Regions from separate parts of the Mus musculus genome. Here regions 1, 2, 4, 5, 6 and 7 are each linked to region 3. The links are chromatin contacts, called in public HiChIP or PLAC-seq, Micro-C and promoter capture Hi-C maps. All regions are on one chromosome and are shown on one strand. Each heading gives the region's core, a stretch centred on a gene start, on an enhancer-like site or on the middle of the called end of the contact. The rest is flanking DNA. Distances are from core to core; before and after follow the strand shown.

Region 1 (3,889 bases), core at 1,268-3,767, 1.5 Mb after region 3:
GAAGGCAGCAGGCCCAACTCCAGATACCCAGTGGTGGCAGAGACAACAGACCTGGCAGTCAGACCAAACTGCTTATCTAAGGAAAACAGCTAACTTCCTCATTCTGCCCCAAACAAATCCCTCTCACCCACTCCCTATCCTTAGCTACAAAAATCCCAGCCTGAAGCAAGAAATGTGTATTCTCTTGGACCCTGATCATTGAGTGCTGAGGTCCTGTGCCCTGGTCATGTCATAGTCAGAACTACAAACACCACATTTCTGGCATTAAATATCAATTGCTTTAGCTGTTTGAGCTCATCTAGTTTCTCATCTTTTATTTCTTCCTACAAACTTAACTCTTACTTATCCTTACAGAACAACACAAATCTCAAAATATGGCTGACCAGGGGGCACGATTGAACTCCAAAGCGACTGACCGCCTTTCATTCTCTACCTCACCCCCATTGTCTCTATATAACCTGCCAGCTGGAGACAAGCTGTCTTCTAGGGTTGCCAGCCCTCTGAATAAAATACAGTTTTAAAGACTCAATTCCAATCTACTCAATGGTATGGACAAAGCAGCAACAATCTCTTTTATTCCAGCTTTGGCAGTCTCATTACTGTAGATGCCTTCTAAGTGTTGTGATGGTACAGGATTCAGAAGCCCTGGCTTGGTCTACATAGTGAGTTCCAGGACAAACAGGACTACACCACAGAGGAACCTGTCTCCAAAAACCAACCAACTAGCCATCGAGAGAAAGAGAGGGGGTGGGGGAGAGGGAGAAAAGAATCCCCGGCCAAGTGTGTGCGTGTATGGGGGGCAGGGGGCGCTCCTTAAAAAAAGACATTTAAGGGGCTGGAGAGATGACTCAATAGTTAAGAGCACTTGCTGCTCTTTCAGAGTACTTAGGTTCGATTCCCATATCTCACATAGTGGCTCACAACCAGATCTGATACCCTTTCTGGCCTCGGTGGGCATGTGTCTGATACACAGGCATACATGTAGGGAAAACACCCATAGACATTAAAAAATAAAAGAGAGAGAGATCTAAGCAGTAGTTAGGCTGAATGTCAGTCTGTAACCCCAGTACTTAGAAGACAGAGGCAAACAGATCTCCATTGTTCAAGGCCAGCCTGATCTACTTAGCAAGTTCCAGGACAGCCAGGGCTACATCGTGAGACCCCTGTCTCCAAAACAGAAAAGAAAAAATTATTACTCAAAGACATTTTTAAGAGGTGAAGTAGTTAGGGGCCAGCGCCCACCTAACCTTGGCTCCCCCTTCCGGGTATTTTAAAACTGGAGGCAGAGGTCTGGAGATCCAACTGTTTGCAAAGAAAAGGGAACAGCTCCTAGGAAGGGCCTCCAGCTGAATGATAACGCAACAGTCCTTGGGGTTTTACCCTTCTCACCTCCGTTTTGTCAGGAGACAATCCTATCTTTCGTGTATCTTAGAATCAGTCTATAGGAGTAGTAATTGACTTCTCTAGTTCCTAAACCTAAGTGTTACCCCTAGGGTGCCACCACCCTAGTCACAGGGTCTGCAGAAGGCAGGGACAGGATTCCATAAGTAAGGCTTGAACGCCAAGATAAAGGAGTTGGTTACCGCTTTCCAATACTACTGAACTTGTGATTGACCAAGGAAGAGTTTTAAAATACACGTGTTCTCACACTCCAGACCCAAAGAAGGGAGAGCAATGCTCCACTGGTATGTGAGCCGAGCAGACAGATCCGGCGAGCAAAGGTCTATCAAAAGCGTGAAAAGGTTTTACATTTACAAAAAGCCTGAAGGCTAGGGAGAAACCGAGAAGTGAGGGCGGCCGGGAGGGGCCTCTCGCAAAATAGGCGGAGTCGCTTTCGCCCGGGCTCCCGGTACCCAACGCGCTGTCGGACTTTGTGGGCGTTCCTCAGGGAAGCAGAACCCAAGTGCTTCTTACCCGCCTCATACGCCCGTTGGACAGCAAGTCGGCGATCCCCTTGGCAGCGTCGTTTTTCTCCGCCACGCAGAGAACTTTTCGCACTCCTCGGAAGGCCACTTCCATGGCAGCGCGGGACAGGGCACGGCCTCCAGGCCGTCGGTGCCACTGAAACGCTAAGAGGGTGACCGGGAAGATCATTCCCTAGGTCCTGCTCCAGCAGCAACTCCACGGGTGCCCGTGCATGCTGGAGAACCCAGAGGAAAAGCCACGAGGAACTGTGAGAGCCACCTTAATAAATGCAGTTTTTCCAGGCAACTGCCGCCTCGATCAGAAACCCACACGTCCGAGTCTCGCTTAAACTCGCGCTCACAGACAACTTCCGCCCACTGCGCCACTAAGCAGCCTTGAACTACAACTCCCAGAATGCCTCATGCCCTGTGCACGTTCCTCCAACACCGTTTCTCCTCCTCCCTTCCACCCCACTGTATTCTACTTTCCTTTTCTTTATGACAATGGGTAGTTAACGGGACTTGTCCTCTGGAAGATCTGATTGGCAGGGCCTCTTAAAAGGCGCCACTAACTTGGAAGTCTGTGTGGGCGTTTCCGGGTCACGCGACGCTGATGCTGGGGAGTCATGTGATACCAAGATGGCGGTGCCGCGGTAGCTTCCCTGGGACAGTACGGTCCTAGGAGCGGCGACAGTTTCTGCCCTTAGGTCGTGGGGAGACTCATTTGACTGATTCTGCGGTAGCCCGTGGCGAGGATTAATGACACGATCAGAGCTGGGACTGTTGATGTCGCCGGTAGGTTCCGGGGAGTGCTGGTGACCTAGCTTCAGGAACCTTGCGCCGGCCCGGGCAAACGCTGGAGAATGGCCAGCCTCCGTCATCTGGACCTGCAGCTTTGGAGTTCATGAGGCTTGCCCAGGGCATCACAGGTCCCAAACCTTGAGAGTCTGCGGCAATTCGAGTTCTTCGTTGTGTGACAGGGCAGTTTAGGATCCCCGGAAGTGCAAAGAAGGCCGCAAGAACTTCGTTTTCGCATCCAGAGGCCTGACTCTCCCTCCGACCAACCCTACATTATTTTCCATTTCCTCTCAATGTGCTTGCCATATTTCAGGAAATATGATCAGCGCCCCTGATGTGGTGGCCTTCACCAAGGAAGATGAATACGAGGAAGAACCTTACAATGAGCCCGCTTTGCCTGAGGAGTACTCAGTCCCTCTCTTTCCTTATGCCAGCCAGGGGGCAAACCCCTGGTCTAAACTGTCTGGGGCCAAGTTCTCCAGGGACTTCATCCTCATTTCCGAGTTCTCTGAGCAGGTGGGACCCCAGCCCTTGCTTACCATCCCCAATGACACCAAAGTTTTTGGCACTTTTGATCTTAATTACTTCTCTTTGCGGATTATGTCGGTGGATTACCAGGCTTCATTCGTAGGCCATCCTCCCGGTTCTGCCTACCCCAAGTTGAACTTTGTGGAAGACTCTAAAGTGGTACTGGGAGACTCTAAGGAAGGGGCCTTTGCATATGTGCACCACCTCACCTTGTACGACCTGGAGGCCAGGGGCTTTGTGAGGCCCTTTTGTATGGCTTATATCTCCGCAGACCAGCATAAAATCATGCAGCAGTTCCAAGAGCTCTCGGCCGAATTTTCCAAAGCATCTGAGTGCTTGAAGATGGGCAACAGGAAGGCATTCGCTGGGGAACTTGAAAAAAAGCTGAAAGACTTGGATTACACAAGGACAGTGCTACACACAGAAACCGAGATCCAGAAGAAAGCCAACGACAAGGGTTTTTATTCTTCTCAGGCGATTGAGAAAGCCAATGAACTGGCCAATGTGGAGAAGTCCATCATCGAACATCAAGATTTGCTGAGGCAGATCCGCTCATACCCTCGTCAGAAGACGAAGATCCCTGACTTGCAGCCTGGTGATACAGAGCATACCCAGGATCAGGCTGACCAGGTATCCACTACCTCTAATCCTGAGGAGTC
Region 2 (3,638 bases), core at 299-2,798, 1.1 Mb after region 3:
CCGCCTCTAACTCCTTACACTACTGACAGCTGCTCTGATTACTCTACTACCACTTTATGTAGTGGGAGAGCAAGAGGCAATGTAAGGAGACGCTTAATATCAACAAGGAAGATTCAGAACTTTAGAACTTGAAGAGTCCCACCACATCTTATCTCCAAATACCCCGTGTGGCAGACAAGAGAACGTCAAAATATAAAGCGCACAAGGTCAGGAGGAGCGTCCCTGGCAAAGTCACTACTGGAGTCCAAGTTTCCGGGATCCAATGGACTGCTTATCAACAAAGCAGCCCTGCCTCCCTTCTTTCCTAGGAGGCCTAGGAGATTCTGCCGCCACGCCATCCCCCTGCCAAGCCAGTCACTTTCCCCGAGGGCCTCCCCCATCCCAGTCCCTCCTACAGCCTGACTGAGTTGCAGCTCAAATTAGAAGTCGTGCAGCATGGGGCATTTTCTGGGAAAGTGCCCAGCCTCAGAGCCATTGGTACCAATGAGCAGGGACAAGGACGGAAGAAAGAGTTCCATTCCACAAAGGCTCCGGGAGACAGAGGCCCTGGGAGCAAAGGCAGCGAGATACCTGGGGAAGAGTACTCGCAGTGACATCTCCCAATACGCAAGGGTAAGCAGACTAGCATGGACACTACTTCTGGGGAGAGACTTGAAAGGCTGGGCCCTGATGGGCAGGGATGCCGGGGACCTCTCTAAGTCCAATCGGCACCTCGGGGGAGCCTCCTTGTAGGGTGAGGTGGCACCAGCGTCAGGCAGAGGCCTCGTGACAAGGATGCCCAGTCCACCTTTGAGATGACACCACTTATTGGCAGAGGCCCAACCCGCACGTGAGGTGATTTCAGTGCCGGGAGGAGGCCCGCGGATCTCACCAGCCCGGTCAGCCGCTGTGGCTCACTCGACGCCTGCCCCACGCGCGGCCTTACCAAGACACTGCCCTACAGGGGTGCTGAACGGATTCCCCAGCAGGAACTCCATCTCGGCGGGCCTCGTTCCAGCCCGGACTCCTGTGTGCCACGGGTCTCCGCTGCCCGCGCCGCGTTCTGCCCTGACTGACACTTGCCCCCGCCCCACCCTCCGGAACGCTGAGCGCCCGGCCTGACCTCGCCCTCTGGGTGCATCTCTATTGGGCAGCGTCTAACCAGCCCACTTCCGATTGGACGACACTCCACTCTCAGTGAAGTCCCACCCACCCCGCGGCGTCCGATTGGGCACGAAGCAAGCTAAGTCACTAGGGTCTCCGTCAGCCTAGCGGCACAACCCCCGGACCCGCCTCCAAACGAGTGGCCGTTCTTCTTGATTCATTAGCACGTTGGTCAGTCTAGAGAATCTTTACTATTATTGGATAAAAGGTGTGTCAATCGTTTACATAGGCGGGCAGAAAGAAAGCGTAACTAGAAGTTGAAGCTCGTTGACTGTGCTGATTGGAGAAACGTTTGTTTTCTTCAAGTCTGGTTGGTGTTAGAAATATGGCCACGTGACGAATCAACTTTCACCCAGGATATTTATCGCTTGACTTCCCCTTAGCAACCAAGTGGCGGTGTTTGGTTCCCCAGCAACCAAACGAAGCGTCTACTGCAAGGGGAGACAGTCCTTAGGAAGGTAAGAATCAAGAGTTTAGCTCCAGAAGATTAGAGGTTGCATGATTGAGGTCTGTCTTGTAACTCTTCTTGGAGGACTCCGACCTGACCCGTCTCATCTGTAAAATGAGCACACATGTCATTTTTACACTTGTACTGAGACTTAATCGGGCTTTTGAAAAAGAAAAGAGCGTATAAAATCTTAAACTAGCAAAAGCAAGTAGGAAAAGGGTCCATCAGCCAGTTTCCTGGCCTGATTCGTTTCACTGAAAGAGAGGTACCCGATACACTGATAACTCATTCTAGAGTTTGGCTGTTATATCCATCCTCTTGATCTGCAATAAGGTATTTCATTTGGTGCCGTATGAAGTGTTTGCGATGAGAATAAAGATATCAAGGTTCCATCTCAGTCTCTGTCAGTAATTCACTCTATGACTTTGGTCACAGACCCCCCCCCCGGCCCCCCACATACACACATACCTCAAGCCTCAATTTCCCTATCTGGGAAGTAGGGACACTAAGATGTCCCTTTTAAATAGCTCCCAGAACTGGCATGGAGTTAAATAAGTGGAGTGCACTGAGAGTACGACAAGGACTTATTCTCATCAGTTGCTTTTATTCTCATTACTGTGGGACTCATAGGGTCTACATAGTGTTTCAGGTCCAGCTAACCCAGGCTGTTGTTTCCCAGGTAAACCAGTGACGAGGCTACCTGGTTGATTTGTTTGTAAAGCTTTCTGCTGCTTCTCCACATCCTACCTCTGGTCTTCACCAAGGACACTATCATCAGGCAAGTCAATGGGACCCCCATTTGGATAAATTATTGACATCCTCCCCATAGGGGAGGATTCTTTGGGCCTTGTTCTGTAGGCAGAGAACATGTGACAATGTCTGTCCCTAGTGTGCTGGGTACAATAGAGTTGTGATTAAGAAAGTGGATTCTGTGTTAGACATGAGGTCGTGCCTCTTGGTAAATCTTCATATTAGTCAATCGAGAAATTTCTCTTACAGAGATCCCTACTGTGTGCTTTCATAGTTCCATACACCCACTAACCTGTCAATGTTTGTAAGTAGATATTGGGATAATTTATTTAATTCAAGTGTGGTTCAGAAGTCAGGCCACACCTCTTCAGTATCCTTTCACAAGGTTGGTTATAGAGAGCCGCTCTGACCTTGTAGCTTTCACAAAGTTCTCTCTTTCACTCCTTACAGATGTGAGCAAACCCAGCTTCCCCTGATTCCTGGGCCAAGACATACCTGAATTGCAACTTTACTCTCTTAACTAAGCCTGCCACCGTGCCAGGAGTCATGTAGACTAGGTCAGGTCAGGTCACATGGTATAGAACTAAAAGCCACCACTGTCGTTGTCCCCCCCCCCGCCCCCCAAAACTGTGAGTCGTAAGTCCCTTTGTTCTCTGGATCTGAGGGAGCTAATGGAACTGGAAGATTTGTCTTTCTCTTCTGGGCACCATGTGGCTGCCAAGATTCTGATGCAATCTCTCCTAGTGCCCTCTCACTTCAGGGCTCCTCATGGCTGTCTGTGGCCTCGAACCTCTGACTCTCCTAGCAAAATTCTTCTGGAGGGCAATTGATTTTAGCACTACTCCTCTTTCAAACACTATTATTGGGTCAATCAATTACTTTAGCTTAGGCATAACCTTCCAAACTAGATTTTGTCTCAGACCTTCCTATAAACTAAGTTCCTAGTGATGTCCCACCCCTCTGTATTACAACCACTCTGGTCACTCACTTTCCCCTCCCCTCCCCTTCCTTTCCTTTCCATTTTTGTTTGTTTGTTTGTTTGTTTTGACACAGGTCCCTCTGTGTAGCTCAAGCTGGCCTCATACTATGTAGACCAGGCTGGCCTCAAAAAGTCACAGGGATCTGCTTGTATCTGCCTCCCAAGCGCTAGGACTTGCACCACCACTCCTGGCTAGCCTCACTCCTTTTGTAATTCTTGCCACAACAGCTATAATAAAAACTAAAATCCGATCCATCTTCACCTTACAAGCCCTAGGAGCTTGCCAGCCATTATGGAATACAAATGCAATATAGACCC
Region 3 (3,891 bases), core at 983-3,482:
GGACAGCCAGGGCTATACAGAAAAACCCTGCACATCAATGTAACATTTAATTCTAAGAATCTGAAAAAAAAAATTGACCAAACAATTTCAAAGCATTGTGACAAGCTATTGCATGAACTTGCACAACAAGTTTTTTCTCTTGGTTAGGCTGCCTGACACTGGGTTACCACAGCAACTGCTGGTCTAATTTACCTTTACTTTAAAAAAAAAAAGAAAGAAAGAAAAAGAAAAAGAAAAGGTATTTTGAAGCCTGTCTGGTCCTGGGCAGAGGAAGCAGCCCAGTGGAGCAAAGATTCTGAATATCCGTTCTACAAGGGGCAAGGGGCACAGTGGACGTCCCAGATGCATGACTTACAATCACAGCTGTGTGAGGGCCACAGAACTAGTTACTGCTACTTTCCTTTCAGGATGAGTAGACTGAGTATGAGTCAGCTGTTATTCACACTGCCTTAAACCTTGTATGCAGTGCTAGAGATCCAAACCAAGACTTCACGAAGGCTAGAAAAGCACTCTACCATCTAGCTCCTAAACCTTTTTGAAGTAGCAATTCTGTACATCTGCCTCACAAGCAAGAGAACAGTGTGGTGATCCAGTGACTCAGACCCATTTTCAAATCTAAGGATAAGTGAGAGACATTCCAATAAGGGAAACCTTTATGCCACAGAAGACAATGTAGTTCACACATCTGTGACTGGCCCTTACACCACACAACTCTCTGGAGAAACAGAGAAACCAGGTAGTAACACAGTGCATCAAATCTCATAGTTTAGGCTATTTCTGCTAGTGCTGCTAAAAGTTCAAAAGTGAGGACACTATAGTCACCTATGTCAGGCACTGTGGATACTGGCTAAGACAGAGGAGAGACACGAGGCCAGCACACAAAGCACCATGGCACCTCACTAGTCTTCTGACAGACACGGCAGAAACCACCAGAATCAGCCTGCAGGAAAAACTGCTGACCACTAGTTGTGAAACAAGAACTACAACAGAAGACTCCAACATGGGTTGTGGCATCAACTACTGGGCTCTCCAATGACTTCTGGGACCAAGAGCAGCTGACCCTTCCTTTCCTGACAAAGCAGCCAGTTGCTGTTTGAATGGGAGAATTCCTTCTTGATGTGAACAGAATCCCTAGCATTTTGCATTTGTTCTATGTAGCTAGACCATACAACATATGTAGCTACCTACACTACAAACTGACATGGCACGACCACCCTAAATGGACAGCCAGAATTGTGTACTGGACCTGGTCTCTGTACCTGCGGACTGCTCAGAGGCCGGGAACGGGTTATTCCATGGGCAGGTTAAAGATTCTCCAATTCAGAATGGCCTTTCTAATCCACCCAAAAGTGCATAAAGGAGCCGGTCAAGAGGCGAAACAAGGCTCAAACCCCTCCGGGGGCCATCGGCACCCCAATGCAGATCTCACCGACGATATTCGGGGCCCAAATCACGGCTAATTGGGGATCACAGTGGGTATTCTGGTATCCCCCGAGATCCGCAAATGCGCGTGTTAAATCCCAGCACCTGGATCCGCAGTTCGGAGCCCCTGTCCGACACCTGTCCCTTTCCCTTCCCCCTTCCTACAACTTCGGTCCTCCAGGCCGACAGGAACCGGACTCGAGAGACAGAAGAGGAAGACCTCGCCACCCGAGTGACCTTGACGTCGTCTCGGGGCCACCCGAGCCTCAGTTTCCCCAAGCCCGCGGTTCATGCCGTATCTGAAGCGGCCGGCTAGCCTTTAAGAAGGAAAACCCCGTGACCCCCCGAACCCTGCTCCCCGCTCCCAGGCTCTCGGGCCGTGGAGCCTAGGAGAGGCGCAGAGAGGAACAGCAGGAAACCTGGCTTCCTGGAGAAGAGCCGGCGTCCTGGCCGGACTTCCGGGCTGCGGCCCGCGGCGGGCGGCCAGGCAGGCGTAAGGGCCGCGGAGTGGGGGAGGGCCAAGCGGCCGTGGGCGACGCGGGACTCCGGGGCGTCCCGATCCTCTGTCCGGCCTGCCGCCGAGCTCACTGAGCATAGACCTCAGGCCGCCCGACCGGACTCGGTCCTTAGCAGCCGCAGCTGAGCGCCCCCTTGACTCCCACGATGACCAGCCCGCGGCCTCCCCAGTTTCGGCCTCAGCGCGCCCCGCGTCTCACCTCCGCGGCGGCTGCTCCCAGCCAGGCGTTGGTTTCGCTCCCACAAGATGGCGGCGCTGACGGCAGCCACGTCAGCGCCTGCCGCGGGGCACGCCGGGGGAAGAGGGCGGGCACGCAGAGGGCCCCGCCCCCACACGGATGGCGCTTGCGCGTCTGCACTTTGTAGCCTTCACGGGGCGGAGCCGAGGTCGCTCTGTTTCCGGATCGGGTCCCGGGCTAGCACTCTGGCTCCCGGCACTAGAACGAGCAAGGGTGTGGTGTATGGAGTTCCGTGTCCGCCGGCGCGTGCGCACGCGCGCCTTCCTGCGGAATTCCAGCCCATTCCGCGGATGCGGGGGTTGAGGCCAGTAAGCGTTCTAGAGCGCCAAGGTCAGAGTGGGAAGGTCGTGTCAGCCCTAGGAGGTGTAATGTCCTTCTCACAGTACCCCAGGGTCTCTGATATTCCAGCTGGGCCCTGGAATTGAAGAGAATGATGTGACCGACAGATGGCCAAAGTGGGAAGAGGCGCAGGCCAAATGTCAGACAAGCACCATGTCTCCACACTGGTCTTGGACCTGTGTGCACGCTCAGAGCTGACTGAGAGGACCAGACACCTGCATGGGCATAGCACTGCCTGAGAGGCAGTGATGGGGTGGCCTCCTTCAGGGTGCAGGTGAGGAGGAATCCGTTAACTCTCCCCATCGATGCAGGAATCAGGCCCAGGCTCTGTCCTCCCTATCCAGTTCTTCCACCCCGTGTGCTGTTGGGAGAAGTCCCACAGGTAGGAGATGTTGAGGGCCCTGGGAGATTCTTTTGAGCCTGGAGCCCTATCTATTGAGTTAGCAGGAGACAGTTCTGTTACCAGGGCCTGCTTCAGCCACTGTTGTGTCCAGGCACAGGGTACAGGGCATCCTCACTGTGTTTGGGGGTTGAGACCTCCAGAGCTTTCTCCCCAGAGTTGTGGGTGCTGAGCCTGGCAGGATTCGATGCAATAGTCACCTTCTTGACCCTAACACATCCCTTTCCATCGCTCAGGGCTCCATTTTCAAATGCTGCTTCTGTAAACGTCTATGGGGGTGCTTGCCTGTTCTCTCTCACCCTCAACACACAGCAAGTGTTTATACAAAGCCTTGGGTGTCGCTGCCTGCCACCAACCCTGGAGAAATGGCAGGACATCTCCTGAGACCTGTGATTCCAGCCATGCCAGAAGCCTGTCTTAGCCTCATGGATAAGTCGACAAAGAGATGGGGTGTCCAGAAAACCGCAGGCTAATAGTCAAGAACCAAACTCCCTTTCTGTACCTAAAAAGGCTAAAATTATGAAAAAATGGAGACAGGGTGGTAGTCATTCTGTTTATTGTAATGTGACCACTGTACATTGTAGTCCCGCTCAAAACATCACTCTGTACCCCGTAAATAATTATTTGTGTCAGTTAAAATTTTAAACAGCCTTTGTAGATATTTAATATCCACATGTGTAATGGATGATACATTTGAAGTGGATACCTACCTAGGCAGGCTCTTCCTACCTCCCCAGGTCAGCTGAAGCCACAGTGAAATTTTCATATTGCACATGAACTTTGAATGTTAAATTGTATATTCACTTAAATATATATAATTTTTCAAGATTTACTTATTTTATCTATATATGTGAGTGTCTATAAATATGTATGTATACCATATGGGTGCCTGGTGCCCAAAAAGTCCAGAAGATCCATTGGAACTGGAGCTACTGATGTTTTGAGTTACTATGCAGTTTCTGGGAACCAAACCCA
Region 4 (3,505 bases), core at 882-3,381, 1.1 Mb before region 3:
TATTTATATGTTTATGTCCCAAATACTTCAATTCAAATGTATTTTAGATATTATTTTCTTACATATAATGTGCTTTTCCTTAAGATTTATTTGTTTGTTGCTTGCCACCAATAAGTTTATTGGTGTGTCTTTAGACACACCAGAAGGCGGCATCAGATCCCATTACAGATGGTTGTGAGCCACCATGTGGTTGCTGGGAATCGAACTCAGGACCTTTGGAAGAGCAGCCAGTGCTCTTTAACTGCTCTCCAGTTCCTATTGAACTTTTTTTTTTCAAGGCATACCTTTGTTTAGAACTGGGGGGGTGGGGACAATAGTAATAGGTTATTTTTCTGCCGCTGGGAAGGAGGAGTAGGAGGGGGAGAAGGAAAAGGAAAAGAAGGAGGAGGAGGAGGAGAGAGACAAAAATGTCTGGACTATATAGGGAGGAGCCTGTGGGGAAGGGCAGCCCAGCCCCTTGGCTGGAAAGTTCAGGGTTGGAGGCAGGGTATGCCAGGTAGGGACTGAGGGATGCTGGGAGAACCTGGTGGCCAGGTCTGCTTTGGCGTGTAAAATACGCACCTCAGTCCCTTGTCCCAGCATCCAAAACCAAATATTTAGGAATCCAGGCTGCCCATGGAGAGGCACCATTCAGCTCTTAAAAAGATCCATGTTATAACCATGCTTCTCTGTATTTTCAAAACTATGCTTTTCCAGTTGAAGAAATGTGTTCAAACTTTAGTTTCTCTTGTTTGCAGTTTGAAAGCCATTGTTTAAAGTGTAGACACTCCCCTCCAGTCCCTCCAGAAATACAATTAGTGTCTGTGAGAAGCTCTAGGTGAAGGGTGTGTGTGGGGGGGAAGCCAGGTGTTTCCTGTTCAACTCTTTCAGAGCACACCAGGCCTATTGGTGGCAAGAACCCCCCCTCCCCCCAAATTCCATGCTTCTCACATGACTAGCACATGCTAGGTCCACCCTCTCCTGAAGGACTCAACGGCTGCTCCTCACATGACTAGCACATGCTAGGTCCACCCTCTCCTGAATCGAATCACAGAACAGAGCAAGGACATGCACTGAACAGACTGAGGGAAGGCAGTGTCTACCTAGCCTAGACAACCCGAACACCTCAAAAGAGGCCAGCCCTGCAGCTAGTCCCATCAACATTGTTGCAGGGAATCCACCGCAGCTACAGTTACTGACTGCCCAGGCCTGGTTCTTTGTGGTGACGGTTGTGGCTTGGTCTAGGGTTTCATCCTCATCACAGTCTTGTGTCTCTATTTACAGATCCTGGAGAGAAACAACAAAGGCTGGGCTTCAGAAACTGTCCCTGACATCGTTACCCCAGAAGCTGGCTGTGCGATTTCACAGTTTGAAAGGCTAGCTCTCATTTAGTCAGTAAGTCCTATTTTGGGGATTTCTTCTGGAATAAAAGTTTAAAATGAAAAGGGCAAAGTGACTGGGAGACGGGATGTCAGAAGGGGGACACCTGCTGTATGCTTACCTACGGCCCCTAGGAGAGGAAGCACCAGGGGAGGGGAGGCGCTCTTCGGAGGTCTTAGTCTTCTTGCCCCGTGGGAAAGCACGAGGTGGCGATACATCCCAGCATGGCCTCGCTACCAGCGAACCCCCTACTCTCCCTGACTGGCCCCTCTCTCTCTGCACTGACCCACAGTGATACCAGGGACACAGCGGACAGCACAGGCCCCGGAGCAGCGCTGCTTAGGCCGTCCAGGTTCTGGGAGGCAGTGCTCAGCTGACCTCATTCATGACTCGGTTTGGTGGCGCTCTCCCACCCCTACCTAATGGTCATCCAGAAGGGGTTCTGTGAATAGATGGTCAGTGAATGAGGGGTTCAGGTTGCAGTAATCGAGGGTCAGGACACCCCATGTGCCCTGCATCATCACCTACAACCAACAGTCGTAATATGCTCTGATGTTAGGAAGTGGGGCCAGTTCTAGATCCCGTCCTTTCCCGAGGCGCGACTCATGATACTCCAGAACCTAGGCGGGGACCAAGTTTACACTGCTAGACGCCGTTTGAGGCCTCAGGGCAAACCTCGTTTTACGCACGCGCCCTCCGCCAAACCCAACTTTCTCGCTCTGCGCCTGCGCAGGGAGGCGGGGCGTAGGTATCTGAGCGCGCACGGGGGGACGGAGCCGAGACCGGCGGGACCGCGCACGCCTGGAGTGACGCGGAGAGTAGGCGAGTCGGGAGGGCGGACGGGTAGAGTGGTGCAACCTCTTGGTTTGGTGCCCATCGTCGGCCGCTCTGGGCGCCAGGACTCACGTCTCCCTGTCGAGCTGGGTTTCTGGAGCGGATCCGGGGCAAGAGGGAGGAGAGCTCGGGGTCAAGGGCCGCTGCCGCCCGCACTCGGCGGGGCCGCCAGCCAGGGTAAGCAGGTTAGGTTGCTTACGGTAGGAGCAGGAGGCGGAAGTGCCTCCGTGGCGACCCATCCTACACACGGGAACACTGAGGCACAGAGGCTACGGGGCTCTCGGTCCCCGGAGTCCAGCCTGGAGGCCTAAGGAATGGTGGGGGAGGCAAGAGGCCGCTCTGCTTGGCTCTTGGGGTGCTGCAGCTTTGCGTGGCAGGGCCGCCGTCGCGGAGCCAGCAAGCTGGATGGGGTGCCGTCTAAGTCCAGGGCTGTGGCCTGGAACGCTCCAGAGGGGACCTGTTGCCATTTCTTCTAACGGGCCGCTGCTTCCTCCTGCGCCCGTCTTGCACTGCTAAAGCCTTTTGTTTAGTCTTCTGGAACAGGGAAGTGAAGCTGATTGTCTCCCAGACGCTCTGGCGCAAACAAAAGCCGACGACGAGCAGGAGACACTCAGTGGAACTGAGTTCTGCACGGCTAGCAGGGAGAGCGTGGTTTCGTGCGTTCGCACTCCTCGCTCTTCAGAGCCCACCTGGGTGCACAGACACCCTGCTCCCAAGTTTGGATAATCAGGAGCGGTCACAACAGATTGCTTGGCAGCCTAGGGTGTGTGTGTGTGTGTGTCAGTGTTTTTGTGTCTGTGTGTGTGAGAACACAGGGCAGTGTGTGTGTGTGTGTGTGTGTGTGTGTGAGAACCCCTTTCTTTCCCTTTGTAGTTTCAAATGTAGCTTGGTTTGGGGATCGAGTTTTAAAGCCAGCCTGTGAGGCAAACATTGCATGGGATCAAAATTTTCCTTTAAGGGAGAGATCGCACAGCTGTTGATACACTCAACCCTCTCCCCCTCACACTCATAAAAATAAATCTTTAAGGGAGAACGCAGCCTCAACCTCCGAACCTTCCTGAAGAATTTTGAAGGATAATTTTTTTAGGGTTTAATGTTTATTAATGTATGAATTTATAATTAATATCACGAGTGTGTTGGTGGAAAAAATAGGCCGAAAAGGCGTCAACATTCTCAGGGGCTGGAGTTACAGGCATTTGTGAGCCAATTCACATGGGTGCTGGAAACCAAACTCTGGTCTTCTGGAAGAGCAGCAAGTGCTCTCAACTGCTAAGCCATCACTCCAGCCCCATTCTTCTTTAAGCTATTATTA
Region 5 (3,475 bases), core at 796-3,295, 1.7 Mb after region 3:
TGAAGGTTGAAGCCACACCCAAGCTCACATTTCTGGTTCCTATATTATTTGCCTCCTTGACCTCTTAGCCTTATCCTACCTGTCACGCTCTTCTATGCCTGCACCACTCCTGGCTGCTCTGAAACACACAATGGGTACTGCAGGGCCTTTGCTCTCAAAGGTTTCTTTCACACAGTGCCTTTCTTCACAGCTACAGCTGTTTCTTGTCTCTTTCAGGTCTCTACTTAAATACCACCTGCTTGGAACTTAATGCCAAACAGTGGCTCTGCCCCAATAGACCCTTCCTTCTGCCTGACCACGCCTCCCAAGGCCTTGGTTTTATGAGATATTATGCAATTCATCTGAGACCCATCTCCTTCTTTAGACTGGCAGCCCTACAAGTCCTGGGTAAATAGTAGGTACTCAGTAAACTGTTGGCCCAGGCTGTACAGGAGGAGCCGAGGCGAGGTTGCCCGCCTCTAGCAATTCTGTCTCTCTGTCAACGGGGCAGCAGATTGCAGAACGGTTAAGTTTAAGGATATCATTTGTTCATAGCCAGCTCTCAAGAGTACTGTCCTTTTGACTGGACCCATTTGGAAAAGAAAGAGAGAGAGAAAGAAAGAAAGAAAGAAAGAAAGAAAGAAAGAAAGAAAGAAAGAAAGAAAGAAAGAAAGAAAGAAAGAGAGAGAAGCCTAAGGCTTCTGCCTTTCTCTTTATGGATCTGATGTGCCTCCACAGTCCCCAGGAACTAAAAGCCTCACTGGAACTAAGAAAACTTCAGAAAAGAGGATCTGAAGAAAAAAGAAACAAAAAACAAACAAACCCTCAGATAAGGCCTCTCAAGGGATCAGGGCCAAGTGTCACAGTCAGCTGAGCTACCATCAGCATGACAGCAGGACTTGTTTCTCTACGGAAAGAATAGGGCAAGGGGCAGCTGGGCCCTGATTTGAATATGCCTCTGGTCTTGTTAAAGCTGGGCAGGTCCCATTTCCTGCACTCCCAGCCTCAGTTTACTCATCTGTAAGTGGGGCGGTATGTCACAACACAGGAAGTGATAGCTGCCCCCACGGTGGTTAGGTGGCACAAACGGGAGACCTGGCCTCCAAGTGCAGGTCACAGAAGGTTGGCTCAGGAAGTCAGGATAGGCTGCGTATGCTTGACTGCTTACAACCTACCTACTGGCCGACCACACTCAAGTGGTGCATCCTTCCAATCAAAATAATATGGGCAGTGGCTAAGTCGGGTCTCCCCAGAGGGCCCAGCTGGGAGGAGTGGGCTACAGAGAGCTCAAGGTCCCATATTCCACAATCTTTTCCAGCCCTAGAATCAATGGGAGGAGTGTCGGTCTGCTGGTACAAACGCTACAGATGAGGCTTTGACTTCTCTATCTGTTGAAAAGTAGCCATTTATCTATGTTTATCAGCACTTGCTGTGCACCAAATGTGTCATTCTGAACTTTTACTGCCACAGCATCTCATCCAAAGCGGTTTGCACTCCAGCTATCCCCATTGCAGATTCCGGGAGACCGATGCACACATTGACTAGACAAACTGGCCAAAGTCTCAGAATCACCTACCCGCCTCCTCCTCCAGGCCACATATTCCCTAGGTTATGCCCCAGGCCCCTGCAGGCTCCTCCACGGCGGCAGGAAGCAACCGAACACCCGGGGGGTGGGGGTGGCAGGCCACCAGTGACCTGCTCTCTGGGACCCAGGGTGGCAGCCCTCCGTCCGCGATGTCGGAGGCCGGCTGCGCTAGCAGGTGCGGGCTGCCCGGGCAGACGCGCTCCGGCGGTGCCAGTCGGGGGGTTCGGGAGCCCTCCCGCCCCGGGATCCATCTGTCCGTCCGCCCGCAGGTCCCGCCCCGTCCCGCCCGCGCGCGCGCAAACAAAGGCAGCTCGGTACCGTTGAGGCGCACGGAGAACTGGCGGCGTTGGCGGTCGTGCTCCACGCGGATGGGGCCGCCCTGCTCCAGTGCGCTCGGCGGGGTAGCGTGCGCCATCGCGCGCGCCGACACTGGGGACCGCGGGCCGCAGCGAACTGACTCTTCGGCGGCGCGGGCCGGAGAAGGGGGCGGGGCCGGAAATCAGCTGTGAGTCACGTGCGCTGCGCGCACTGTCTGTTTGGATACATTCCTGGCGTCTCTTAAAGAGACCGCGCTGCCCGTTTCGCTCGCGGCTTCAACAATGATGTGCTGGTCCATCCAGGGCGCCGATTGTCCTCCCGAATGCCCCAGAATGACTTTTAGGACCCACACGGACCCATATGCAAAACACGCAATGACCTATGGGGTAATTTAGATCCTCCCCGCGACAGCCATTTAATATTAGGCATTAGCCTCACTGCAAGCCTGAGGCAATAGATAACGTCAAATGCAAGGTGTTGACAGGCAAACCTACTCTCTGCTGGAATCGTGCGGGCTGGAGCTATGCAGCCCACCCACTCGGGCAGCTGTAGCTGATATTGAGAGATTACCCCTAGGCATGTTTGGGACTGGGTGAAAAGCCACCCCTCCCAAAGAAAGCCAGAAATATGAGGTCCCTAGGGAGCTAGCTACCCAGGAGCCAGTGTTTCTCTAGAAGTACAGTATTAGGAAAGCTTGCCGACCATGGATGTTCACAGAATCATATTCTGTTAATTACCGTGCAAATTTGATGTCCACATCTATGAGACCACCACACAGACATTAAAGTTTGAGTACCTCAGTGGAATGCTTGAAGGCTGTAACTTCAAACCTGTACAAAATGTGTGTCTGTGTGCGTGGCGGGGGCTGGGGGTGGGGGAGAGGCGGGGGACAGACCAACAAGGAAGCATTTTACAGCTAAATGGAGATCTCCGTGGGCTCCCTTCCAATTGATTTCTTCCTTTTGAAGTAGCTATGCTCCCTGACTTTTAGCGCTATTGACTAAACAGCTTTTCCTAAGAACATCCTATTTCTTAAGAACTACACAGTATTTACCTTTTCGTATCTGGTTTCTTCGCTTCCACCTGTCATCAGCTGTGTTGTTGCTGCTATCATGTTCACCAGTGTGTCAGAGATTTCCCAGGAAGCAGGTACCAGTTTTCCATCACGTGTTAATGGGTTGTTGTGTTGTTTTGGTTTGGAGCTGCTATGAGTAACAGGCTGTGGATGTCGTCTGGCCAGCATTCCCTTAGGGTAGCTCTCAGGAATATACTGCCGAGTTTTATAGCCAGTGGATATTTTGTTTTGTGAAAAACTGCAAGATCCTTTTCCAAGTGTACGACCTCACATTGCCACAGAGAGTTCTGTAAGTTGCAGTGGGCATTTTGTCATTAGTGGCAGTGACTGACTCTTGAACCTTTGCCCAGGCTGCCAGGCCATTTAGTCCCCATTTAATGAACACTTTCCTCTGTAACCCCCCCCCCCAATCTTTTATTTGCCTTCTTCCAATCATTTTTATTGCTTGGTTGGGGGGTCAGACATACTACTGAGAGAATCTTTTCTGAGCAAATAATTTCCTTTTAACAAGTGGGTGT
Region 6 (3,503 bases), core at 625-3,124, 1.7 Mb before region 3:
TTTGAACAGCATTCTCTCATACTCTAGTATCTCCAAATTTATAGTATTCTTTTATAGTAATCCAATTAGACCATGCATGCATCTGTGTTTGTAATGTCTACCTTAAATATGCTTAAGATTTTAACGAATGAAAATGCCAATGAGATAAAGAAAAGTTCAGGCTTATGACAGTCAATCTCAGTTGCCAAACTGATATGCCTAGAACCACCAGAGAGTCCTCTGGGCACATCTGTGGAGACTGTCCTGCTGAGGTTAACAGACTCGGGAAGACCCATCTACTGTGGGTGGCACAATGACAAAGGCTGGGATCCTGGAAGGTGTCAAAAGGAGAAGCCAGCTGATGGCAAGCATTCCCTGCTCTCGGCTTCTAGACTGTGGGTGCAAAGTGACCAGTTTCCTACGTGACCTTCCTGCCACTGGACAAGCGAACTGTGACTCAGAATAAGATCGCCTTCCTTGTTTCTGTCTGGGTATCTTATCACAGCAACAGGAAGGTAAACAAACAAAGGGTATGGAGACAGCACAGAAGAAAGGTCAGGGAGCCATGATATAATCCCCTAGAGTCATGTCTCTATTAGGGAAGAAGCAAGGGTGACAGGCTAGAAAGGTAGACCAAGAATATGCTGCCTAGTGTTCTCCCTCCTCTCCTCTTCTTTTTCTGCTGCCATCTTGTCTCTCCCTCCCAATAAAACCTCTTCCACGTGAAAAAAAAAAAAAAAAAAGGTGTTGCCTAGACTCTATGGGTACACGATATGCATATATTAAACTGTCCCAAAAACTCATAGAAAAAAAAAATTCCATACACAAGTACCAATTGCCATGCAAACTAACTCAGAAAAATAGAAAAATAACTCGTTTAACTTATTCATGGCAAGAACCTTTTGCATATGGACCCAGTTCTGGAGACAGAGAAGATATGTAAGGCAATTTCTGCCCCTGTCAGTCCAAAGGCTGATCTAACAAAAAGACACCGACATGCTTGCCCAAAGTTCAGAAGGTGTTCTTGCAGCTGTATAGACACTGTTTTAGAGCTACCTTTTTCTTCTTTCTCCGAGTTACAACATATAATATATAGTCTCTCGATTTGCTCTATGTAAGCAAATAGAACGCACATATTGCATACGTTCATTTAAATTTTATGAAACTAGAACATTCCGATTAGTAAACTCCAGCTGTCCCTATTATTTCACTTGCACAATAGAGATTTTAATAAGCATCGAGGACGTGCCAAGAGTTTAGGCTGAGTCAGGAGACAAGATTCGTGAGTGGTGATGTCCCTCTCCACCGTTCCTATAAGTAAGATTAAACACATACCAGACATACGGAATTGTACTATTTAATGTTTTCCGGGTATGGTTTTTCCTGATTGGAGGAGAACAATCCAGGTGACTGGAGAAGTCAAACAAGGCGCCTCACAGTCGAGACACAAATATGCCCAGAGCACACGCGTGACCATCGCCTTTACCCGGAGGCGGCGTGGCTGGCGTGGCTGACTAGCTGGAAGCCGAGCCTGGGGTCAGCGCTGCCGCCGGTCCGTGCGACAGGGAGCCCCAGCTGCAGGCTGCGGCGACTCCCCAGCTAACGTGGCGGGTCTCTCGTCTCCGCACGTCCGCACGCAGGTCCCACCCCCAGGCCTCAGGTAAACAAGCTCTCCAGCCCTTCGGCCGGCAAGCCCACCAAACATGGCTGGAAGCGTTGCAGCCCCTCAACCCGTGACCCCGAGACCCCCCAGCCTTCGCCGCCCTCACCCGGAAGCCCCACAACCCCGACACCGCCCCTCACCGCGGCCACCGCCGCTCGCTCGCCGATCCGACCCGACCGTCGCGGAAGTACTCCTGACCTCAGCGCGGAGGCGGGGTCGCCGTCGAGGAGTACTTCCGGGTCAAGCATCCTCTAGGGCGGAAGGCGCTGACTGCAGAGAGGTGAGTGAATCCGCTGCTCCGGTGGCTTCCTGAGAGGTAAAGGATGCTTGAAGCTGGACACGGGGGATGCCAGGATGTCCGCCCTCCGTGAAGGCTGGGTGTGGGTGTCGGGGTTCCGCCATGAGGTATTTCCAGAATACTCGAGGGCCAGCGACGATCCGGGACACAAACTGGGAATTCAGGGCGGGCCCTGCTCTCAGCTCACTGCAAAGGTGGTGAGGAAGGGAGACCACCACCATCAAAACAACGGAATCTGAGGGGGTAGTTAAGTGCTTTCGTCCAAGTTTAAATGCGGTGATGGAACGGAACTGAGTGAGGAAGTGAGAAGGGGGAAGCCTGCCTGTAGGGAGGAGGAGTAGAGGTTTTGAATAAATAGTAAAGGGAGACGGGGGGGGGGGGGGGGGGCGGAGAACTTGGGCACTGGGTCTTTGTGAGGTCGGTGACCAGGCGTTTGACTTAAAATTTGGAACTCGATGGGAAGTAATTGATAGTTTCTAAGCAGGAGAGTGATATGCTTTTGATTTGTAATTTTAGATGTGCAGTGCATCGCTTCATTTGTCCCTGGGCAGTTTATCCAAGAAGACATTAAGCAAAATTGTGTTAAAATATGGGGTGGGGGGGGCACCTGAAACCCTAAAGACTTGCTTTCGAGTGTCTCGCTGTTGTGTTGTGTTGGTGTATAGCTAAGTGGGAGTGCGTTTGCCTGTCATGTGCAAGACCCTGGGTTTGATCCTGAGCACAAAAAAAAAAAAAAAAAAAAAAAAAAAAAAAAAGGAACAGATTCCCCTCCTCTGTTCAATCCCTTACATCAGTGTTCAGATGTAACTGCCACTTCCTAAAACCCTTCAAATGTTTGACTTTACTTTCAATAGTAATTCTTTACATTTCCGTATGCTGATATTCTCTACGACCTTACTAAATGCCTGTTCCTTTGAAGATTTGCAAGTTCAAGGCTAGCCTTGGCTACATTGTGAACTCTAGGCCAGCCAGAGCTAAGTAACCACATCCTGTCACAAACAAAAACGTCTGGTCCAACAAATAAACCAGAAAAAAGATTTCTTCTGGTTTTCTTTTGTAAAGGAAAAATGTATAGGAATGTATCTTGGGCCACTAGTAACTGTCTTGTCTTTTACATGTTGCCATTAGTATTATAGTGACAATTCTGAAAAATTTTGGTCTTAGAGTCCATTGCACTTAAACTTACCAAGAATTTTGAAGAGTTTTGTTTAAATAGATTACTACTGCCAGTACATTCCATTTAAGAAATCAAAACTACTCTCAAAAAAAGAAGTAGCTTTAAAATGGTAAGTCACTAAATGATAACTGACATTTCTATAAAGATTATTTTCCAGGTGAAGTACTGGCACAGGTCTGTGATCCCAGCATTTAGCAGATGGAGGTACAGGCAGGAGGGGAGCTCAAGTTTACCTTGGAGTGCAAATTCGAGGCCAGCCTGGACTACATGAGACCTTTCTCAGAAACACAGTTTCTCTAATTTCTCATGGGAAGCTGTTACTGGGGAAAGGAAATGATAAGCAAAAGGAACAACTAGAACCAGAATGTGAGGTTGAAGACAGTTTA
Region 7 (3,950 bases), core at 164-2,663, 1.2 Mb after region 3:
GATTTCTTAAGTCCTTCATAGTTCCCATATCACAATATATTGCAAACTATTGTTTCGTAAGCATAATGAATCCTGCATCTGATGTTGAGAATCATTCAGGTGAGACCACATGCCCTCAACACAAAACAACTAACTGAATTTAGAGAGGTCATCACTACTTTTCATTCACTGAAGTGAACCTCACTTGTAGCAATCTCTCTTTCAGAAGCAATGAAATAACCTTCTTTCAGTCTTATTACAGTCCTTAGTAGGTCAAAGAAGCCTGGCATAAACTCCCACTTAGAGAAAGCTGCAGAGAATGCAGAGGCTGTGGCACTGCACTAGGACAGAGGGCCCGCAAACCCCTAAGGAAGTGTGCTGTGTGTGGTGGAAGACTTAAGGCCTGCCTCTGTGCCAAGTCTTCTGCTGGGTCCTGAGGACACAACACAGTCATGAGGACACAACACAGTCAGGTCAGTCTTTGCCTTCCATAGCCTCAACCAGTCTGCTCTGTGACCTTGGATGTCCTGATTGAAAGCCCAAATTTTCCTTTCTGAATCCAACTAAGACACCTGCTCCCCTTTAAAAGGAAAAACAAACAAACAAACAAACAAGCAAACAAAAAAACCCTGAAGCTGGGAGGTGGTGGTGGTGGTGGTAGTGGTGGTAGCACTCAGGAACTAGAGACAGGAGGATCTCTGAGTACGAGGCCAGCCTGGTCTATAGAGTGAGTTCCAGAGCAGCCAGGGTTACACAGAAAAATCCTATCCCCGAAAAAATAAAAAGAAAAGAAAAAATAAAGGAAATTGAGAAAAGCCTCAAGAGCCAAATATCTCGTGTCCTGGGCACGCTGTGTCCCCTAAAGTCACCCTCGCACTTGTTTGGATGTCATTTTTCAAATTGAAACAGAACTCTGTTGCTCTAAATATTCGCATAGGCCTGAACCCTGCCTGTCACCCCGCATTGCACGTCAGAAACCTTCCTCCAGGTGAGCCCGACTTGGCTCCTGACCAAAAAGTCACATTATGTCCGGGCCTCACCTGTTGGCGGGACATAGGCCCGGGCCGGAGGCTGCGGAGCTGGCCCCGGCCATACTGAGACGGTGGGGTCACTGAGACGCCGGTCCAAGAGACCGCGCCACCGGTCCCTCAGCCGGGGGTAGATTCGCCACATCCTGCCCAAGGACCTGGGTGGACACATGCGTGGAAACAGAGTACAGGAAAAGAGCGAAGAGAACCCCACACCCCTCGCTGGTTCTGTACGGAAACCTCTCACCAAGGGTTCATAGCCCTCAGCCTCCTCAGCACGCCGCCATCTTCCTCATGACACCTACGGCGCGCCGTCGCAGCCGTGCGCCCCGCTGCGCGCCACTCCCGCCCCCGTCAATCAGCATCATAAACGTGCTCGCCACGCCCCCTCCATGCCGCGCCACGGGAAGAAAACTACAAGTCCCAGAGGGCCGTTCGCGCTCTGCGCCACGTGCTTTCTCTGTCCGCCAATGGGCGGAAGCGCCGCGTGAGCTTGCTCCCGCCTCTCCAGCGCGCCCGCGCCAATTGGAAGCTGCAGAGTGTGTGTGTGTTTGTGTGTGTGTGAGCGCGCGCGTGTGTGTGTGAGCGCGTGTGTATGAGTGAGTGAGTGTGTATGCGCGTGTGTGTGTGTGTGCGTGCGTGCGTGTGTGTGTGTGTGTGTGTGTGTGTGTGTGTGTGTGTGTACCCGCGAGGGCAAGTGGGAAGGGAGACCCAGCTCAGGTCTGGGAGGCCCTGCTTGCAGGTCTCCGGGTCCAGGTGGCAACACGAGCGCTTGGTCTGGCCTCAGCGGGCGGGTGGTTCCCCGGCCCCTCCCCCGCGCGTGCGCGCCCGGGTCCGCCCTCCCCGCAGCTTCGGCTCCCGCGCGGCGGCGGCGGTTCCTTCCCCCTCCCCCAGCCCTGGCTCCGGGGGACCCCGCGATGCCGGTCCGCACCGAGTGTCCCCCGCCGGCGGGTGCCTCAACCACATCCGCGGCCTCACTCATCCCGCCGCCGCCCATCAACACCCAGCAGCCCGGCGTGGCCACCAGCTTGCTCTACAGCGGCTCCAAGTTCCGTGGCCACCAGAAGAGCAAGGGGAACTCGTACGACGTAGAGGTGGTGCTGCAGGTGAGCGCCAGGCGGCAAGGCCGGGCCCGAGGGCCTCCTCGCGGCGCTCACGGGCCGGGCCTGCCCTGGGCTCCTCGAGCCCTCAGCCGCGGACCAGGCCCTCTCACTGCCGGGGCCTCCTGCACCCGGCGCCTCCCACCGGGACCTGCCCAGCTGATGTCACACTCTCGAACCCTACCCCTAGCCCACCCCTAGACTCAGAGCCTGTAGTGGCCAGTCTCCGACAGACCCCGAAGACTGTCCCACACTTAGAGCCTTTGACTCGCCGGCTTGGGCATCCGGAAGCTCCCCCATGACTAGCCGTCCTTTAGCCTGAGTCGGTTCTTCCCAAGTCCTGTCCTCCCTACACCAGCCAGCCCTCCCACCAGTCCCTGTCGGATCCTGAAAAACTCTCCATTGGCTGCCCCAAACTCAGTACCTCTCGATAGCGGCCAGTGTCACATTCTCCCGGAATGAAGCTTTTCCTCTGACCCCAACTCCATCCTGAGTGCCAGGGACATTGCTCCTTAGGAGAACTCAGTCAGCCCACTGCTGACGGGGGAGAGGTGGCCAACCTCCCTCCATTGGCTGAGACAACCCACAGAGGTTGAGGCTCCCCAAAGACCAGGGAGCCTCACACCCAAATATCTCCAGTTGCACCACTTAGTGTTAAGACCTTGTCTCGTGGGGCCTTCCAGTACCAAAACCCGGCGTCAGTCAGTTCATAGGCATCCGCTGCTACACTTTGCTTCCTGTCCCAGGCTTCTTACCCTACCCTGCTGTGGCTCCTTCCCATCCCTGGCAGTCCCCCTGGCCTCTCCCCAGACCTCGCACCTTGATCTAGCTGGTTGCTATTGCTGGCTGTAGTGTTGCTGATTGTTATCTGCATAGCTCCAGAGTTTCCTCCGAGCCTCAGATGCCTAAGTACTGGGAAATCTAACACAGTTTTGTTTTGTGTCCACTTACCTCCCCCTATTTGACCTGGATATCTGAGTACTGGCTGGTGGCTGCCAGTCCCTGAACAACTTTGAAACTTCAGCTTCATCTTCTCTGGGCCTTTCTTTTCCAGAACTCCACCTCTTTCTCTCCCCCTTGAAGCTTTTCCCAACTGAAGGAGATTGGTGGGAGTAGATATTTCTCTTTTATCTATCTCCCCTCTCCACAATACTCTTCTTTCTAGGTATTAAACTGTCTGCCAGAAGACCAATTCCCTGTCCCACCTTGTGTGCTTTCTCCTAATGCCACCTCCTAGGTAGTTCCCCAAGTCTTGTTCCTTGAAAGCCAGAGGTTTAGAGGTGCATACTGCCCCAGGGCCCGGGGAGATGTATATTGAACATGTACAGCATCCACCACCCTTGGTTCTAATTTCCCATCTCAGATTCTTTTGAGCAAATAGATCTCCCACTCCAAAGACTCGAGAGTGTCTCTGCTTTCTAACTGCAGCACACTCATCAGCTCTTTTCTTTCCTACCATTTGTAGAAATAGTTCTCTCAGCTTTGAGATTGGGAAAACCATACTCTTATTAAATGTAATTTTTCCCCATAAAGCTCTATCATGAAGTATGGTATTTATTGTCATTGGAAAGCTGTGACTGAGTTATTTCAAGTCTTGTTACCTACTGTGATAATCATTTTTTTTCCTCCTTAAGATGTGATACTATAGTATGAAAAAAATTAGGCTTTTTGTTTTTTTAATTCATTCAATCATAAAATTCTGGAAGTGAGTTCTCTACATGGATCATGTTTAGAGTGGCCCTGAATTTATGCCCATTTACTGATTTCTGATGTAATAGGTTCATAGCTGCCAGAGCAACTAGGTTTCAAAGGGAAGTCTGTTCCTATCATTTGTCTGTTGTTC

Evidence for each region. Promoter capture Hi-C pulls out the DNA fragments that hold promoters and counts their contacts. A called contact is a pair of places that touch in the nucleus more often than the background predicts. HiChIP or PLAC-seq counts read pairs in DNA pulled down with a chosen protein or histone mark.
Region 1: a contact with region 3 is called in a promoter capture Hi-C map of liver, with 2.9 times the contacts expected there. The contact joins the promoter of Smcr8 here to the promoter of Arf1 in region 3. A contact is called at or near these places in 3 of 39 promoter capture datasets (the C10 cell line and liver), 1 of 484 Hi-C or Micro-C datasets (B cells), 1 of 115 datasets of contacts at active chromatin or transcription factors (microglia) and 1 of 9 other capture datasets (liver).
Region 2: a contact with region 3 is called in a promoter capture Hi-C map of neutrophils, with 3 times the contacts expected there. The contact joins the promoter of Drc3 here to the promoter of Arf1 in region 3. A contact is called at or near these places in 5 of 39 promoter capture datasets (the C10 cell line, liver, neutrophils and 1 more), 1 of 115 datasets of contacts at active chromatin or transcription factors (large pre-B cells) and 1 of 9 other capture datasets (adipose tissue).
Region 4: a FOXA1 HiChIP or PLAC-seq map of pancreatic cancer cells shows a contact between it and region 3. The contact joins the promoter of Cnot8 here to the promoter of Arf1 in region 3. A contact is called at or near these places in 1 of 39 promoter capture datasets (pre-B cells), 1 of 484 Hi-C or Micro-C datasets (CD8 T cells) and 2 of 115 datasets of contacts at active chromatin or transcription factors (large pre-B cells and pancreatic cancer cells).
Region 5: a promoter capture Hi-C map of liver shows a contact between it and region 3, with 6 times the contacts expected there. The contact joins the promoter of Natd1 here to the promoter of Arf1 in region 3. A contact is called at or near these places in 3 of 39 promoter capture datasets (liver and pre-B cells) and 1 of 9 other capture datasets (liver).
Region 6: a promoter capture Hi-C map of neutrophils shows a contact between it and region 3, with 4 times the contacts expected there. The contact joins the promoter of Mfap3 here to the promoter of Arf1 in region 3. A contact is called at or near these places in 2 of 39 promoter capture datasets (neutrophils and pre-B cells).
Region 7: a Micro-C map of embryonic stem cells shows a contact between it and region 3, with 4 times the contacts expected there. The contact joins the promoter of Gid4 here to the promoter of Arf1 in region 3. A contact is called at or near these places in 7 of 39 promoter capture datasets (the C10 cell line, the HPC-7 cell line, hippocampal neurons and 3 more) and 1 of 484 Hi-C or Micro-C datasets (embryonic stem cells).

What each region holds. Positions count from the first base shown.
Region 1 is chr11:60,775,008-60,778,896 of GRCm38.p6, forward strand. Smcr8 (Smith-Magenis syndrome chromosome region, candidate 8 homolog (human)) reads left to right here and starts at 2,518. Exons shown (of 2, transcript NM_001085440.1): 1 at 2,518-3,889. The coding sequence starts at 3,021. It overlaps Top3a (topoisomerase (DNA) III alpha), which reads right to left and starts at 2,358. Exons shown (of 19, transcript NM_009410.3): 1 at 1,915-2,358. The coding sequence starts at 2,094.
Region 2 is chr11:60,351,832-60,355,469 of GRCm38.p6, forward strand. It overlaps Drc3 (dynein regulatory complex subunit 3), which reads left to right and starts at 1,549. Exons shown (of 14, transcript NM_029044.2): 1 at 1,549-1,601; 2 at 2,271-2,369. It overlaps Tom1l2 (target of myb1-like 2 (chicken)), which reads right to left and starts at 1,074. Exons shown (of 15, transcript NM_153080.3): 1 at 926-1,074. The coding sequence starts at 977.
Region 3 is chr11:59,226,035-59,229,925 of GRCm38.p6, forward strand. It overlaps Arf1 (ADP-ribosylation factor 1), which reads right to left and starts at 2,233. Exons shown (of 5, transcript NM_007476.3): 1 at 2,139-2,233.
Region 4 is chr11:58,101,839-58,105,343 of GRCm38.p6, forward strand. Cnot8 (CCR4-NOT transcription complex, subunit 8) reads left to right here and starts at 2,132. Exons shown (of 7, transcript NM_026949.5): 1 at 2,132-2,370.
Region 5 is chr11:60,911,747-60,915,221 of GRCm38.p6, forward strand. Natd1 (N-acetyltransferase domain containing 1) reads right to left here and starts at 2,046. Exons shown (of 3, transcript NM_025294.5): 1 at 1,883-2,046. The coding sequence starts at 1,979.
Region 6 is chr11:57,516,791-57,520,293 of GRCm38.p6, forward strand. Mfap3 (microfibrillar-associated protein 3) reads left to right here and starts at 1,875. Exons shown (of 3, transcript NM_180599.1): 1 at 1,875-1,922. Fam114a2 (family with sequence similarity 114, member A2) reads right to left here and starts at 1,854. Exons shown (of 14, transcript NM_026342.3): 1 at 1,783-1,854.
Region 7 is chr11:60,415,732-60,419,681 of GRCm38.p6, forward strand. It overlaps Gid4 (GID complex subunit 4, VID24 homolog), which reads left to right and starts at 1,414. Exons shown (of 6, transcript NM_025757.4): 1 at 1,414-2,113. The coding sequence starts at 1,925. Atpaf2 (ATP synthase mitochondrial F1 complex assembly factor 2) reads right to left here and starts at 1,303. Exons shown (of 8, transcript NM_145427.3): 1 at 1,020-1,303. The coding sequence starts at 1,179.